2 separate regions of the Mus musculus genome follow, and region 2 is linked to region 1. A link is a contact called in public HiChIP or PLAC-seq data. All regions are on one chromosome and are shown on one strand. The core of a region is the stretch at or near the end of the contact, and the rest is flanking DNA. Distances in the headings are between cores, read along the strand shown. Region 1 has its middle 24 kb from the start of Tspan17. Region 2 holds the start of Fgfr4 (fibroblast growth factor receptor 4).

Region 1 (3,478 bases), core at 459-2,958:
CCAGAAGGGCAGCCACCATGTCCCAATCACTTCTCAAAGGCCCCATTTCTCATCAACACGACAATGACAGCCAAGCTCAGACACACACAAACTTTGACACATTCAAACCATAGTACCAGCCAGAAGTACACAGACAGAACCAAGACCCTTCCTTCCCTCGTTTTTACAGGACTGATTGAACAAGGACACTCAAGAACAACCAGAGAAGTAGTGTTCGCTGTTAACAGTTGAGGGCCGTGTGACGTCCGTCTAGCACACCCTGAAAGCCCCAAGCTCCATCTGATACATCAAATGAGGCTACCTCACCCAGCGGTAAGGATTAAACAAATACTCCATTTACTCACGAAAATACACAGACGAGAAGTGAAAACATATGTCCACACAACAGTTTGTACACAGAAGTTAATAGCAGCTTTTTGTAACTGCCCAAACAACTCAAGTGCTCCACCATTGGTGGATAAATAGAGACACAAGTCACAGCGCCATTGCTGCCAGGCAAGGAGCACACTTCTGGGACTCAGAGGAGCCTCCGTGCAAGCACAGAAGCTCCAAAGTGGTGAATTCATGAATAGTCATATCCCACTTTTTGTAATAACTGCCTTTGAAGTACTGGAGATACAAATTGCAGGTACAAAGGATGCATTACTGCGAGAGAAAATGGGGTTAGGCAGCGGCAGGCCTCTGGTTATCTTTGTCAATTGATCAGTATGTAACTCAGTGGTGTGTGTTTTCTGTTCAAAGGCACAACACTTTGGTGTGTGTGTGTGAGAGGGGGGGGGGGGCTTGGCATTGAACTCCTGCCCCAATGCATCATGGGTCACAACTGTTTATTTAACATGCATGCTTCTCTGTGAGACACAAAGCAGCAACCTTCTTCTTCTGACTAGAAACACTTGCCAGCATTTCTGCCTTACGTGCTGGGCCATTTAAAACAGGGGAATTGCCAAGAAAAAGCACCAAAAAGCTAAAAAGGTAGTAAGTAAACTGATAAAGAGCTGCCTGCTCAGTGGCAGCTTTGTTTGGATTCATTCACGTATTCATGGTTCACTACAAAGTCACCATTCCCTTGAAAGTTACTTTTTCATGTTTTAAAGATTGTTTGTTTGTTTGTTTGTTTGTTTGTGTCTAGGTCTGCTTGCATGGGTTCATGTGTTCCACGTGCATGCAAGGTGCCTCTGAGTCCAGAAGGTGTCTTGATTGGAACTGGAGTTACAGAGTATCTGATGTGGGTGCAGAGAACTGAACCTGGGTCCTCTGTAAGAGCCTTAAGTGTTCTTAACCCCTGAGCCATCTCTCCAGCCTGTAACATTGTTGTTTAGAGGTAGAAGTTGTTCAACCACAGCTGGAAACACACACACACACACACACACACACACACACACACACACACACACACACACTTGAGGACAACTGACATTGTATCCACAAATGCCCACAGAGGACCACAAAAGCATCCCAGACACTGACTTGGAATTACAAATACCTTGTTGCTGGTAGACAAATTTGAAACATGGAATCCCCCAAATTCTGAGAATTAATTGTGCAGTTGACCCCCGCCCCCAGGGCAGCTTGATTCCCATCTCCACCCCTCACCCCTCACCCCTCACCCCTCACCCCTTACCAAATGGGAGCGGTGGAGCATGCTCTAGCAGGCAATGGTTGGAAGATGCTCTGGCACAGTGGTCTGGATTTGCACAAAGCTGACTCACATCCTCTCTCTGCGCTCCAGTCACCTCAGGATGACTCATAATTCCGATACAATGTACATGTTATGTAAATAGTTAGCGTACATGTTATGTAAATTCTTGGATCTTCTAGAGAATAATGGCCAGAAGAAAAATATGTACAGGTTGAGAATAGTGCAACTTTTTAAGCGCTCTTGATAATCGACGGGCTGAATCTGAGCTTGAGAGACTGGCGGATACAGAGATTCAGTTGTATATTTAGTTCTAAAGAAAACAGAATCTGGGGCTGGAGAGATGGCTCAGTGGTTAAGAGCACTGACTGCTCTTCCAGAGATCCTGAGTTCAATTCCCAGCAACCACATGGTGGCTCACAACCATCTGTAATGGGATCTGATGCCCTCTTCTGGTGTGTCTGAAGACAGCAACAGTGTACTCACATACATAAAATAAATAACTCTTAAAAAAAAAAAAGAAGGAGAAGAAGAAAGAAAGAGAGAAAGAAAGAAAGGAAGGAAGGAAAAAAGAAAGAAAGAAAGAAAGAAAGAAAGAAAGAAAGGAAGGAAGGAAGGAAGGAAGGAAGAAAGGAAGGAAGGAAGGAGGAAGAAGGAAAGAAAGAAAGAAAGAAGGAAAGAAAGAAAGAAAGAAAGAGAAAGAAAGAAAGAAAGAAAGAAAGAAAGAAAGAAAGAAAGAAAGAAAGAAAGGAGGAAAGAAAGAAAGAAGACAGAATCAGCCCACAGTGGCAGAAAGCAGCTTGATGGCCTGTGGCAAGTGAGGAAGAGCAGAGCTGCTGAGCAGTCCCAGGGCACCTTAGGGTGCTGAGATGGTCTCCAGCCTGATTGCGGTAGAAGTCTCCCGGAGAACAAAAGCATCTATAAAATGCATTGAAGTATGGACTTAACATGGGTGCATTTAGTCTGAGTCTTAGGCATACCTCCGTTCCCCAGGTACAGAGAAGAGGCTGCCAGCTTCAAACCCACTCAGAAACTCTGTCTGCACCTGTCTTCTCATGAGAGGGTGTGTTCAACCTCACCCTCAGCGTCTCCTATTTTCCCATTTCGTCAGTCAAGACTCTCTATATTTATAGTTTTTCCATCTATGTGTGTATTTTCTGGGTGGGGGAGGGTGCACTAAAGTGTGTGCAGAGAACAGAGGACAACTTTCAACATGGATTCTGGGAGTCAAACTCAGGTCTTCAGGCTTTGAGCCATTTTCTTGGACCTTAGTCAAAACTTGTTTGTTTGTTTGTTTGTTTGTTTGTTTGTCTATTTATCTCTATTTTATATGTACTGTTGTGGGGGGTGTCAGAGCTCCTGTAATTAAGGTTATGAACAGTTGTGAGCTGCCATGTGGCTTATGGGAATCAAACCCAGATCCTCTGGAAGAGCAGCCAGTGCTCTTAATGGCTGAGCCATCTCTCCAGTCCCTAGTCAAAACTCTTGGTTGCAAGTGGCCGAATCCAAAAACAAAAAACAAAACAAGGGTGGGAGGGGGATTCTGCCATCAGATATGGCTAGATCTAAGGGCTCAAATATGGTCCCCAGGGTTGGCCATGATTTACTGATCCTGTGTTTCTCTGCATCATTCCTGCAGAGGGCCATGCTCAGGAAAGCAGTTGTGGGCAGATCTGGAGCTTGAAGAAGGAGCATATGTTTCCGAGCAAAACCAGAGAGCAACAGCCATTTGTCCACTCTCCACAGCCAGGAAGCTGGAGCATGCTGTCCCACGCATGGGTTCTGTGACCCTGCCCCTGAGAGGACATGGGTGGGATCCACACAGGAATACCCAGATGGTGA
Region 2 (3,478 bases), core at 489-2,988, 340 kb before region 1:
AGACATTCTCCCAGTCCCCATACTGAGTGTGCACCGGCACCGTTTGTCTGACATGACTCAGTCTCTGCTTCTGATATGGAGTTTAAGTCTGATACACAGACTTGTCCACATGCTGTAGTGGAGCATCTGTTTCACAAAAGGAAGACTCAGACCTAAGCCTTAACTTGACCAGGGAACCAGTGGAGTCCCAGGGACGCACAGGCTGTTACCTAGTCCTGGATAACAGCCAGGTGTCACCAGCATCTTTGGATCAGTGTTCTTTTTCTTTGGGGCCCTGCTCTTGTGAGTGTGCGCGCCATCTTTGCACAGGGGCCATGCTAATCTCCGTATCAGGCCAATGTTAGTGAGTGACAGTTGAAGAAAACAGCATGATTCTTAGAAGATGCATTCCATACTTTACCAAACTGGGAACCCTGCCGAGGGTTTTTCTCAGCCCACTGCTGAGGAAGACTCAGGCCTAATCAGTCTACTGACCTCAATGTCTCTCAGCTCCCCTGCCCCACAGAGACTAGGTCATGGTCATTTCTCGCTTGGTATCTTGGCAAACCTTGGTTCTTCACTGCCCACTAGTTTTTTTGTTTTGATTTTGTTTTTTCTCCCTGTCACCCAGATTACAAGCCCCTAAGGGTTAACTGCAGGACCCTCCTGTTTCTTTTTCTATTATTTTGAGACAAGTTCTCACTAAAGTTGACCAGGAAGACTGGCATTGAAACTCACTCTGCAAACCAAGCAGGTCTACAAATGGTGAGGCTCCTGCCTCAGCCTGGCTAGTACTACCCATCAAGGCCCATGTGCTGGGCCCAGCTTTTCTACGCTTCATTTTAAATGCCAGTGTCAACCTTGTAACTCCCACAGTCTGTCCCTTCAGTAAATTCTAAACGCCGACATGTTTGCTCCCTTGCCTGTACCTCCGTGTTCCTCTATTGCCTTAAAACCTTGATCTGTCCCCTACCCCCTAGTTTGCTCGGCCCATCTGCAAAAGACTCCTACCACACCCTGCAAAGCAGAGAGGGCCATGCTTCATCTCCAGCTTGGGTTGGGGCGGACAGGTCCGGGGAGGTTTTATTCCCACTCACAGGTTACCCTGAACTCACAACCACAGAATTCTTAGTCTGGTCACCAAGGCTGGCCCCTTAGGATCGCTAGCACTTGGGACTGTCATCAGAGAGCGCTAAGTTGTTCACCCTCCTGCACTCACGCGATGAGGTACTCTGTGCAAGCGACTGCGAGCATTACTTTTTTTTTTTTTGCCAGGGGCGACAGTGCTCTTACTTTAATGCCCCCACCCCGTCGCTCTTGGAGGGAGGTGCACGTCAGCGGTCCCCGTGCGGAGTTGCATAGACAGCTGGCCCATCGCCCCCGCCCCGGTGGGCAATAAGTAACCAGAGCGGTGACCAGGGTGCTCTTTGAACGGAGGGGGACAAAAGGCCCTGTGTGCGCTGCGGGTTACTGATTTACCGCCCCCTCCACCCAACCACTCCCGCCGCGCGGGCGCCAAGGTCCCCGGGACAGAGGGGGCAGCTCGGGAGCTCCACGGCCGCTGTCCCCACGGCGGCCGGGAGTACGGTGTGTGGCCCAACTGGCCCAGAGCTAGAGGGCTCCGCTCCCGGCGCAGGGGCCCGGCTCACCTGGCTCCTCCGCCGCCCGGCTCCCGCGCGCGCGGGTCACGATCCCGGCAGGGCTGGCACACTCACCCGCCCGGAGCTCCTCCGCCCCGGGCCGAAGAGCCAGGAATGTCCCTGCAACTGCAGCGTGGCGGGGGGCTGCCCCCTCCTGCCCCGCCCACCTCGGACTCCGCCCCTCCTGGACCACTTCTGATCTGAGAGGCGTGGTCCGAGACCCGGCAAATGTCAGCCCGGTACCCTAGTGCGGGAGCTCCCCGTTGGGACTGGATCGCCCAGTCTCAGTCGTTCCGGGGCCCCACGTCCAACCTGCAAGGTCTAACTTGCTACCTTGCTCTATCCTTTGCTCTTCCTCAATTTGGCACTCACCAGGCTCTCTGGTTTTCCGTGAAATCACAGAACATCAGAGAGACCTGACCTCTCCTTGGCCTGAGCGACCTTCAGAGGATATTTAAAATATATCTCGGTCGGTCGGGGTGGCGGCGGCGCACTGGGGAGGCAGAGGCAGGTGGGTTTCTGAGTTCGAGGCCAGCCTGGTCTACAGAGTGAGTTCTAGAACAGCCAGAGCTATACAGAGAAACACAGTCTCGGAAAAGAGGGGGGGGGGAGGGAGGGAGAGAGAGAGAGAGAGAAAGAGAGAGAGGAAAAAACTTTAAACTTTAATTTGTAAAAAGTTGTGCTTTTATTTTTAAAAGTTTAAATTTTCACTCTAAAAAGTTTTTTTGTTGTTTCTTTTTGTTTGTTTGGGGTTTTTGTTTTTGTTTTTGTTTTTTCAAGACAGGGTTTCTCTGTATAGCCCTGGCTGTCCTGGAACTCACTTTGTAGACCAGGCTGGCCTTAAACTCAGAAGTTTGCCTGCCTCTGCTTCCCAAGTGCTGGGATTAAAGGCGTGTGCCACCACTGCCCCGCCCTGACTGCTCTTCCAGAGGTCCTGAGTTCAATTCCCAGCAACCACATGGTGGCTCACAACCATCTGTAATGGGATCCGATGCCTTCTTCTGCTGTGTCTGAGAGCAGCTACAGTGGACTCACATACATAAAATAAATAATGCTTTAAAAGAATACTTCCTCTGGTTTTTACATAGATAGTGTTGTGATGACATGGTGGTCTGGTCCACATGTACAGACCTCCTCCTCCTGTGTTGCTCCCCATCCTATCCCTGGGTCTTTGCTCACCCATCCCCTGTTCCTAGTCTAACCTGCTCTCTATTGGTCTGGCACTTTGGTCTCCGTTCAAGGCCCCAGGACATCCCTGGGGATTTGCCAAGTCCCCTTTGTTAGGATGGAGAAAAGAATGAGCCCTGAATCTCAGTACTGTCTATCAGCCTTGTCTCTGTCTTTGTTTGCTCCTCAGCAAATCAGTAAATGATAGTAGGCTGCTGAAGAGACTTGCTGGAAGGAGAATTCACATGTTCATATCTGACCTGTGAGCACTAACAGCCATTCTTTCTTCTTCGCACTTGGCAGGCTGTAACTGCATAGTTGTTATTCATGTAATCAGCTGGGGACCGACCACTAAGCTCCCGGAAGCCAGGAACTGAGTCAGTGGACTTCACTTTTGTATCTCAAGTGCCTGGCACACAGCAGGTGCCTCCAGAGAGCTCCACCCCCACCTGGCTCAGGTGTATCTCATCTACCAGCACTTCTGTCAATCGAATGGACTGTAGCTTAGCTATGAAGTCAGCCAGGCCAAATTTCACCTGAAGTCCCAAGATGTTTGCCTCTATGAAGCGTTTTGGAAAAAAAAAAAGCTCAACTCAGGCCATCTGCAGAGCTCCTAGCTATCACTCAGGGATGAGAGCCTGCCTGGGAAGCAGCAGCTTCCTTTCCTTCAAAAAAAAAAAAAAAATCAGTGG

The links. HiChIP or PLAC-seq counts read pairs in DNA pulled down with a chosen protein or histone mark.
Region 2: a FOXA1 HiChIP or PLAC-seq map of pancreatic cancer cells shows a contact between it and region 1. The contact joins the promoter of Fgfr4 here to the enhancer-like site in region 1. A contact is called at or near these places in 6 of 484 Hi-C or Micro-C datasets (B cells, the BV-2 cell line, bone marrow-derived macrophages and 2 more), 11 of 115 datasets of contacts at active chromatin or transcription factors (astrocytes, craniofacial prominence, embryonic basal ganglia and 8 more) and 2 of 9 other capture datasets (adipose tissue and liver).

The regions. Positions count from the first base shown.
Region 1 is chr13:54,811,826-54,815,303 of GRCm38.p6, reverse strand. No RefSeq gene overlaps it. Among named protein-coding and RNA genes, the nearest start is that of Tspan17, 24 kb to the right of the region's middle. Within about 2 kb of position 1,708, at least 14 of the 459 cell types and tissues checked have an H3K27ac peak or open chromatin away from gene starts, as enhancers often do. A contact at or near this core is called in pancreatic cancer cells, where this site is marked.
Region 2 is chr13:55,151,078-55,154,555 of GRCm38.p6, reverse strand. It overlaps Fgfr4 (fibroblast growth factor receptor 4), which reads right to left and starts at 1,738. Exons shown (of 18, transcript NM_008011.2): 1 at 1,629-1,738.